Linked DNA regions of Sus scrofa: region 2 is linked to region 1. Evidence: chromatin contacts called from public HiChIP or PLAC-seq data. All regions are on one chromosome and are shown on one strand. Each heading gives the region's core, a stretch centred on a gene start, on an enhancer-like site or on the middle of the called end of the contact. The rest is flanking DNA. Distances are from core to core; before and after follow the strand shown.

Evidence for each region. HiChIP or PLAC-seq counts read pairs in DNA pulled down with a chosen protein or histone mark.
Region 2: an H3K27ac HiChIP or PLAC-seq map of skeletal muscle shows a contact between it and region 1. The contact joins the promoter of TTLL11 here to the promoter of LOC110256218 in region 1. A contact is called at or near these places in 1 of 47 Hi-C or Micro-C datasets (skeletal muscle) and 1 of 2 datasets of contacts at active chromatin or transcription factors (skeletal muscle).

The regions. Positions count from the first base shown.
Region 1 is chr1:262,164,421-262,169,162 of Sscrofa11.1, forward strand. LOC110256218 reads left to right here and starts at 2,061. Exons shown (of 2, transcript XM_021068344.1): 1 at 2,061-4,095. The coding sequence starts at 3,079. All of the region lies in intron 2 of TTLL11 (tubulin polyglutamylase TTLL11), which reads right to left.
Region 2 is chr1:262,202,365-262,207,106 of Sscrofa11.1, forward strand. TTLL11 (tubulin polyglutamylase TTLL11) reads right to left here and starts at 2,387. Exons shown (of 11, transcript XM_021068337.1): 1 at 1,485-2,387; 2 at 1,181-1,482. The coding sequence starts at 1,887. LOC110256220 (a long non-coding RNA gene) reads left to right here and starts at 1,876. Exons shown (of 2, transcript XR_002337477.1): 1 at 1,876-1,948; 2 at 2,387-3,718.

The sequences.
Region 1 (4,742 bases), core at 811-3,310:
GCACTGAGTAGGATTGCCAACTGTTGGAGACCACTAAACTGCTGAACTCTGCAGAAAGCAAACTTGGTACGTGCAAAAGCACGATAAGCCAAGGAACGCTTGTGATGGCGAAAGCCAGATGTCTGCCCATGCAGAGTTCTAAAGTGCAGGGGCTCCTGTCAAAATAAAATAAGGGGCTTATACATTAACTATGTCATTCTTTAGGCAACTGCACTATATCCTAGGTGTATACACCTGTGACTTTTATTGCTAGTAGTCTCCCTAAATCTCACCAAGAGATAGCTTTGACACTCCCTGTGCCTGCTTTTGCTCACTAACCTAAAGTAACTCACTTTCCCTAATAAAAGTCCTGTGGGCTAAAGCCTAGGGGCCTTTGCTCAGGGAAACAGAGTGCCTCCTGGTCCCCCACTTTTAAAATGTAGAAGAGTCTCTTGTGTTTTATATGCCCCTCTTTCAAGATCTCCCGTTGACCTGCAGCACAGGACGCAGGCAGCCAACCAATGAATTCATCCCAGTTTTCCCAGGACTGTGCTGATTTTAAAACTGAAAGTCCAGCACCCCTGGAGCCCTCTCAGTCCCAGGCAAACTGGGACAGTTGGTCATCCTAGCACTGGGGCAGCTTCCATCTGCCACGGTGTGGGAGGAAGGGCCTATTAATAGCAAGCCCTTCTCAGTGTACTTTAAACCTGAAAGGTAGTCATACATCTGAAAACTATTCCTAGCTGGTAAGGAAGGGAATAAAATCCTGGCTTTGGTTCACCTAATAATGTCAGCCTGGGTTTCACAGGCAAAGGATTAGAAGAAATCTTCACAAGTCATTGTTCTTACTTTCTTCTAAAGAATCCCAGGAAAAGAGATTCCACAAAACTACCTTTGAAACCCATTCTAATACCCATGATCTTTTTAAAATATTCAATTCAATTCAATCTACAATTATACCATTTTCATTCTCGGCACTGAACTGAATAAAGAAAGCTTCAAGATACGCTACCCACAGGAAATCAGGTAAAACTATTAGAGACCTCACCGGGTCACCAGAACAAAGTTTAAAGTCTGGTGTAAGAGTCTTTGGACTTGGAGAGGAAAGAAGACTAAATTCTAAAACCTCAAGAATGAGAATACTAAAAACTGTTTAGAATCAGGTGTCCAGCAGCTTTAATGCCTCGGTTATAATCATTCTATTCCGTCCAGTACTCCTGAGTGGGTGCTCCAAAGGAGGGCAAAAACTAACATTTAGTAGATGCCTACTGTTTACCAACTGCTCTCATGCTCACTCCCAATACCCCAGGGGAGACTGTATTCGCCCATTTTTACAGGTGAGGGAAGTGGAGCTTAGAGATCACTCACACCACGCTTCGCTAGGGGCTGGGCATGCCATAACAAACATGAGTCACGATGCTAAAATGATAAATACTAAACATAATATTCACAAGGACTAAACAGAGTTATGGCTCCTGCTGCCATGCACCTCAGCGTCTAGTGGGGAACGCCAGACACTTAAAAATGATTACAAAAATAATTATGAGTGAGCCAGTGTGGGGGCGTCAGGGAAAGCACTGGAGAGATGAAGCATAAGAGGACAAAGGAGCCAAGAAGAGGTGGGAGAGAAAGGGAAACAATTTCCTGTTTCTAGGCAGAGAAGACGGCAGCAGACACCTCATGATGCAAACGTTCAGTCATGGGCCCGAGATGGCACAATTTATCATTGGGCAGACTGGGGTTTTGAGTCCCGTGCTTTCTGACTCCAGAACTCATGTTCCTTCCACTGTAATCCAATGACCGGCTGTGCTCCAAATCGAAAGAGAACAGCCCACCAGGAGGACCTAATTCCCAGCCACGCTACTCAGTGTTTCCCCAGCTCGGCTGCGCAGAATTGGCCCAAGGGGGCTTGTTAAAAAAAAAAAATAAAGATTCCCCAGGTCCTACTGAAAGGATGAAAATGCAACCTGACTCTCCCAGAACCCAGGAAGTTAATAAGAAGCTCTAAATGCCCTCGAATTCCAGACCCTGTTCCCTATAGGTAAAAGATCATACTTTTTGCTGTTTTAGGGCTTGCTTTCTGCTCTGTACAAAACTTTGTGGAAGGGGAAAAACAGGCCCCTGAGTATGTGCCTCTATGCTTGAAACTTCTTGAAACTGCTCCTAACTGCTTGTTTGGCTTCTGTAAACCTGCTTGCATAAGATAAAAAGAGGAGAAGTCAATTGCCTAACGGACCCCAGTAAGATCGGGCGTGCCACAAAATGTTGAAAATCCTGATAAATATATCTTGGTGACAATATGTCTCCCCCACCCAGAGACAGGCACAAACATGTAACTCCAGAACAACTTAAAATTAATTGGTCCACAAAGCGCGGGCTCTCGAAGTTTTGAATTGACTGGTTTGCGATATTTTAAAAATGATTAGTTTGTAAAAGCGCGGGCTTTGTTGTGAACCCCATAAAAGCTGTCCCGACTCCACACTCGGGGCCGCAGTCCTCTACCCCTGCGTGGCGTACGACTGTGGGCCCCAGCGCGCTCGGAATAAAAATCCTCTTGCTGTTTGCATCAAGACCGCTTCTCGTGAGTGATTTGGGGTGTCGCCTCTTCCGAGTCAGGACGAGAGGGATTTTAACTCGACTGGCCTTTCAGTTTGGTGCGTTGGCCGGGAAACCCGCGACTACCCCTCACACCCGAGAACCGACTTGGAGGTAAAGGGATCCCCTTTGGAACGTGTGAGTGTGTGTGTCGGCTGGCGTCTCTGTTCTGAGTGTCTGTTTTCGGTGATGCGCGCTTTCGGTTTGCAGCTGTCCTCTCAGACCGTAAGGACTGGGGGACTGTGATCAGCAGACGTGCTAGGAGGATCACAGGCTGCCACCCTGGGGGACGCCCCGGGAGGTGGGGAGAGCCAGGGACGCCTGGTGGTCTCCTTCTGTCGGTCAGAGGACCGAGTTCTGTTGTTGAAGCGAAAGCTTCCCCCTCCGCGGCCGTCCGACTCTTTTGCCTGCTTGTGGAAGACGCGGACGGGTCGCGTGTGTCTGGATCTGTTGGTTTCTGTTTTGTGTGTCTTTGTCTTGTGCGTCCTTGTCTACAGTTTTAATATGGGACAGACGGTGACGACCCCTCTTAGTTTGACTCTCGACCATTGGACTGAAGTTAAATCCAGGGCTCATAATTTGTCAGTTCAGGTTAAGAAGGGACCTTGGCAGACTTTCTGTGTCTCTGAATGGCCGACATTCGATGTTGGATGGCCATCAGAGGGGACCTTTAATTCTGAGATTATCCTGGCTGTTAAAGCAATTATTTTTCAGACTGGACCCGGCTCTCATCCCGATCAGGAGCCCTATATCCTTACGTGGCAAGATTTGGCAGAGGATCCTCCGCCATGGGTTAAACCTTGGCTGAATAAGCCAAGAAAGCCAGGTCCCCGAATTCTGGCTCTTGGAGAGAAAAACAAACACTCGGCTGAAAAAGTCAAGCCCTCTCCTCATATCTACCCCGAGATTGAGGAGCCGCCGGCTTGGCCGGAACCCCAATCTGTTCCCCCACCCCCTTATCCGGCACAGGGTGCTGCGAGGGGACCCTCTGCCCCTCCTGGAGCTCCGGCGGTGGAGGGACCTGCTGCAGGGACTCGGAGCCGGAGGGGCGCCACCCCGGAGCGGACAGACGAGATCGCGACATTACCGCTGCGCACGTACGGCCCTCCCATACCGGGGGGCCAATTGCAGCCCCTCCAGTATTGGCCCTTTTCTTCTGCAGATCTCTATAATTGGAAAACTAACCATCCCCCTTTCTCGGAGGATCCCCAACGCCTCACGGGGTTGGTGGAGTCCCTTATGTTCTCTCACCAGCCTACTTGGGATGATTGTCAACAGCTGCTGCAGACACTCTTCACAACCGAGGAGCGAGAGAGAATTCTGTTAGAGGCTAGAAAAAATGTTCCTGGGGCCGACGGGCGACCCACGCAGTTGCAAAATGAGATTGACATGGGATTTCCCTTGACTCGCCCCGGTTGGGACTACAACACGGCTGAAGGTAGGGAGAGCTTGAAAATCTATCGCCAGGCTCTGGTGGCGGGTCTCCGGGGCGCCTCAAGACGGCCCACTAACTTGGCTAAGGTAAGAGAGGTGATGCAGGGACCGAATGAACCTCCCTCAGTTTTTCTTGAGAGGCTCATGGAAGCCTTCAGGCGGTTCACCCCTTTTGATCCTACCTCGGAGGCTCAGAAAGCCTCAGTGGCTCTGGCCTTCATAGGACAGTCAGCCCTGGATATCAGAAAGAAGCTTCAGAGACTGGAAGGGTTACAGGAGGCTGAGTTACATGATCTAGTGAAGGAGGCAGAGAAAGTGTATTACAAAAGGGAGACAGAAGAAGAAAGGGAACAAAGAAAAGAGAGAGAAAGAGAGGAAAGGGAGGAAAGACGTAATAAACGGCAAGAGAAGAATTTGACTAAGATCTTGGCTGCAGTGGTTGAAGGGAAAAGCAATAGGGAAAGAGAGAGAGATTTTAGGAAAATTAGGTCAGGCCCTAGACAGTCAGGGAACCTGGGCAATAGGACCCCACTCGACAAGGACCAATGTGCATATTGTAAAGAAAAAGGACACTGGGCAAGGGACTGCCCCAAGAAGGGAAACAAAGGACTGAAGGTCTTAGCTCTGGAAGAAGATAAAGACTAGGGAAGACGGGGTTCGGACCCCCTCCCCGAGCCCAGGGTAACTTTAAAGGTGGAGGGGCAACCAGTTGAGTTTCTGGTTGATACCGGAGC
Region 2 (4,742 bases), core at 1,137-3,636, 38 kb after region 1:
AGGGATCAAACCTGCACCTCCACAGTAACCCGAGTGGCTGCGGTCAGATTCCTAACCCACTGTGCCAGCAGGAACTCCATGTCCTGCCTGATTCTTGACTCCCCTCCAAACCACATGACTCCTTCTGCTGGGACAGCAACCCTCTGACCAATCCCTTCTGTGGCCATCTCTCTGCATGTTCCCACTTCATTCAGCCCTTCCTGAACATCTACCATAACCAAGGCCCAGAGCTAAGTGCCTGTGTCCTCAGGTTGCCAGCTGCACATCATCTCGTCTAAGTCTCCAGATTCAACCACCCTAAACCACAATCCTGACGCTCCAGAAAGCACATTAAATCACCTTAGATGCTGCAAATCAAGTCAAATGGCTTTATCCACTCAGCCAACTGCAACTGATATCTCTGGATTTCACTGGTGCATCATCCCAGCCCCCTGTGGGTCAGGGACAAATAACCCATTCCTTTATTTGCCTTTCACCCACCACTTCCTGACACCTGCTGTATGCCAAGCCTTGGAACACAAAATACAGTGCCTGCACTCATGACAGCGATGGTGAAGTGGGAAGAAAGAGAGGAGTGGCCGGTAACATTAGTTAGCACTTATTGCATACTTGGGCTATACGACAATAAGCAGTGAGTCTTCTGATACTAAAAAAACTATGAGATAGGTATTATTAGCCTCACTTTATAAAGGAGGAAAGAGGCTTAAGAGATGAAGCAACTTGCTCAAGGTCACACAGCTAAGTGGCAGCGTGGTGACCCTAGACCTGTCTACCTCCAAAGTACAAACTGTTCAACTGCCCCAAGAGTCACATAGTAAATGCTAAGTAACTACAACTTAATAGGAAGTGAAAGAGGGTCCAGGGCCCCGGGGACTCGCAAACTGGTAGAGGAGACACACATATAAAGAAACATCTACAATGCAGGGAGCCAAGTGCTGATGGCTGGAGACCATGGAGCTGCAGCGAAGCCAGAGGAAGGGATGGCTAACTTAACCCGGAGGGGTCTGAAGCCAACTTGAGTTAAGTGACTTGGGGGCTAGGCTTTGAAGGATGAGAAGTTTGCGGCTGACAAGTGTAGCGCACAGCTGAAGCTTGGCTCTCAGACTTGGCCTGGGCCGGCCGGACCCTCTGTGCCAGTCCAGTCCACCCCCCTGTGCCCACGCGGCGGGCCGGGCCTCACCTCCTTCCACTTGAGCTGGCGGATGCTGATCTTCAGGGCGTCCAGGGAGGTCCTGGCCTTGGAGCTGTCCACGGTGACGGGCCGCAGAGAGCAATACTCATTGGACCGGTTAGAGCTCCGCTTGCAGCTGCGGCCCTTGCTCCTGGACTTCCCGTGCGGGCAGAGGCCCTGAGCCGGCGCCGGCGCTGGCTTCGGCCTGGACACCGGCACCGTTCGCGGGGGCCGCGGGGGTACGCGGGCATCGCCCTCTTCGGCCGCGCTGGGCGGCCCCGGAGCCGGCTCCTTGGGCTGCTCCTCCCCCCCTTGCGCTCCGGCTCCCCGGCCGCACCCGGGTCCACACGGACCTGGTCCTTCGCAGCCTGAGCCTTGGCCGCATCCACGGCCTCCGCCTCCCACCAGGCCGTCAGCTCCCTCTCGGGGCTGCCCGGCAGCATGGCTCTCACGGCCGGTGCCAACGCCAGTGCCGCCGCCTGCGCCTCCGCCGCTCCGCCGCGCCGGCCCGCGACCAAACTGCCGCTGCCGCCGCAGCCGCCGCCACGCGCTCCCCGCCCGAGCCCGTTGCCATGATCGCTCAGGCTCCGGTTGACAAGGGCAGTCGCCGACTCGGGATGGGGCCCGGGAAGGGACAATCGCCGTCCAGGCCCCGGCGACCTCATAGGCGAGGCTGTCCACGTGACCGGGCCTGTCACAGAGGCGGGGGCGGCCATATTGGAAGAGGGCGGAAGCGTCCTCAGCCCGCCCACCCTGAGCAGCGCGCAGAGCTTGGAGGTGAGAAGCTGCGGTGAACCTGGGGGTAGAAAGGCGTTGGGCGCATGTGAGGCCCGGGCTGGGACTGAGAGACATCAGTTTCAAACAAGAAGCTCCCTTTCCCCACCCCATACACTCTCACGGGGATAACTCCTGGTGTGATGGAGGGAGGCACGACCCCGTCAAGGAGCACCTCAGTCTGATGATGGACTTGACGAGGCCAGGCCCTCAAGGTGCAGCTCCTGATTTGAAGAAATCCCTTTCTGGACCTAGGAGAGGCCCCAGACTGAGAGGGGAGACACTTATCCCGGTTCTCAGGGAGCTCCCAATGGAATGGGGAAGTTTTGAAGATTCGTGGTTGAGTCGAAGACATTAATCATTCCTTTAACTATTATGTCATGTTTTTAAATTATGGTAAAACAAACATAACATAAAATGTCTCACTTTCCCCACTTTTAGGTATGGAGTTCAGTGGCATTAATACATAATAACATTGTTGTGCAATCATCATCATCATTCATCTGTGGAAATTTTTCACCTTCTCAAACTGAAACCCTGTACCCATTAACCCATATCTCCCCATGCCCCTTCCCCCAGCCCCTGAACCACCATCTTACTGTCTCTGTGTGCTTTATTAAATAGCTGATAGAGGTGGAATCAAACAATATTTGTCCCTTTGTGTCTAGCTTATTCAATCAGAGTTTTACTTGTTTGCTTACTTGTAATGGTCTGTCTCACTGGCTAAAGACCAAATGCAGTGAGTAAGGAGTGTCCTGTTCCAGTTGACCAGCAAATTCCAATGCCCAGTCAGTGCCTGTCAGGCAGTAGGCATTCAATAACAATTTCTTGAATGAATGAATGAATGAATGAACAAATGAATGAATGAAAAATAAACTGCTCAGATATTAAATACTTAAATACTTAAGCGAATTATAGCAAATGTCAATAACAGCTTTAGCCACTTAGGATAAACATTATCCTGGTGATGCAACATTACGTGAACTGGTAATAATCGTGATACTTAAAGACTGTTTTGCATGAACAGGTCCTGGAAGAACAGAGAGACAAATGAGAACAGCAGTGGTGCTGGAGACATGCGCTCTTGGTTGAAATTTTTCTCTCAGTTTTGGCAAACTCTTTCAACCTGGAGGCTCTTCCTACCCTTGGACCCAGTAACCCATCTCATTTCTGGAGGTTTCTGCTAAGAATCAGAAAGTCAGACTAAGATTTCCGTGGTAATCTGATATCAGTGAGAATTCTCACTGTCCCAGGGGCTGTACTAATTTTGCATATGTTGTGTCATTTAATGTTTACCACAGCTGTGGGGTAAGTCCTCTTTTTCCCACATTTTACAGATGGGGAAGGAAATTGCTACTCAGAGAAAAGAAATCACTTACCCAAAGACAGCATTCAAACTCAGGGTGGTCTGACACTAGCACCCCTCTCCCAACACCCACACTAACCCCTACACCATGCCTTTGTTCACAAAAATAAGCCACGTGTATTTAAACATGGTCCATATCCATGTATATGTATGTATAACTAAAAAGATATATGCACTAAGCCTCAGCTTATGTGGATTACAAGAAAATTACATGCAGAGAAAAAACACTGGATTCAAATATACCAGACTATTAATAGTGGATGCTCTGGGTGATGGAGTTGAGGGTGGCAACTTTCCTCCTTATTCTTTTCTATGTTTTCCCAGTTTTCTACGATGACTGTGCATTGTTTTCATAACTGGAAAACACAATTTTCTAATAAAAATGTGTCTTGATTGCTGTTCTATAACTCTTATAGCAAGTCCATTTCCGGGGAAAGAGACAGGAAGGGATAGTTCAGGGGACCGAGGTGTGGGCAGCTTTTATTCCTGTTGTTGGTTTCTGCCCTGTTAGTATCAGAGGCTGCCACCAGGTGGCGCCCGAGGCCCGGTGTTTGAAGAGACTGAAGCAGGATGAGGGGCATGGGAGGTCCCTTAGCAACAAACATCTGAGTAAAACTGAACAGCTGCTGCCCAGCTCTACTGGCAAACACACACACTTTTGCCCCTCTAGGCTTCTGCCAGTGTTGCTTGCTCTGCCTAGTGCAAGCTGCCATTGGCCCCCTGTCTTCTCAGTGAGCTGTTTATTTTTAAGTCTCAGATCCAAAAACCTCTTCCTCTTAGACAGGGTGTGATGGGGCCCCCTGGGAGCACTGGAGTCCCTGCAAGGGGGAGGGGGTCAATCCTAATAAGAGAGCAAAAGGCTTCATATGCAGTTCTGGGTTAACTGTTTCTTTTTGAATGAACATAATAGCCATTGTTCATTGAGCACACCTGTATGGCAAACCCTGTTGTGTATCCTAGCATTTTAATCATCTGAAGCTTTCCTAGGGAGGAAAGTATGGCTTTCCCCTACATAAATGCCGGGAATTTGTGTCCTTCTTTGTGACCTCAGGCAAGTCTTAGAGTTCCTCTGTCCTCTATTGTCTTCATCTGAAAAGTGGGGTGATGATAATAGTACCTATCTCAGAGTACTGGTGTAAAAAGTGAGTCAAAACACATAGAGTCCCTACACATAGTGGTCCAGAAATGTTGATAATTATTACAATGCCTATTTTAGAGGTGAGGGAACTGAGGCTGAGACAAAGAGAGGCTCTTATCCAAAGTCACACAGTGAGTAGGCGACAGGCTGAAGTCCAAAGTTCAGCATGTTCAGTGCTAAGCCCATGTTCTTTCCACTCTGCTACAGTTTCCTGCTGTCACCTACTGGTAGGTCCTAACCCACGGAGAGGACTTGGCCTGGCCCTGCGCCCTCTGGGCTTCCATTTGCCCCGT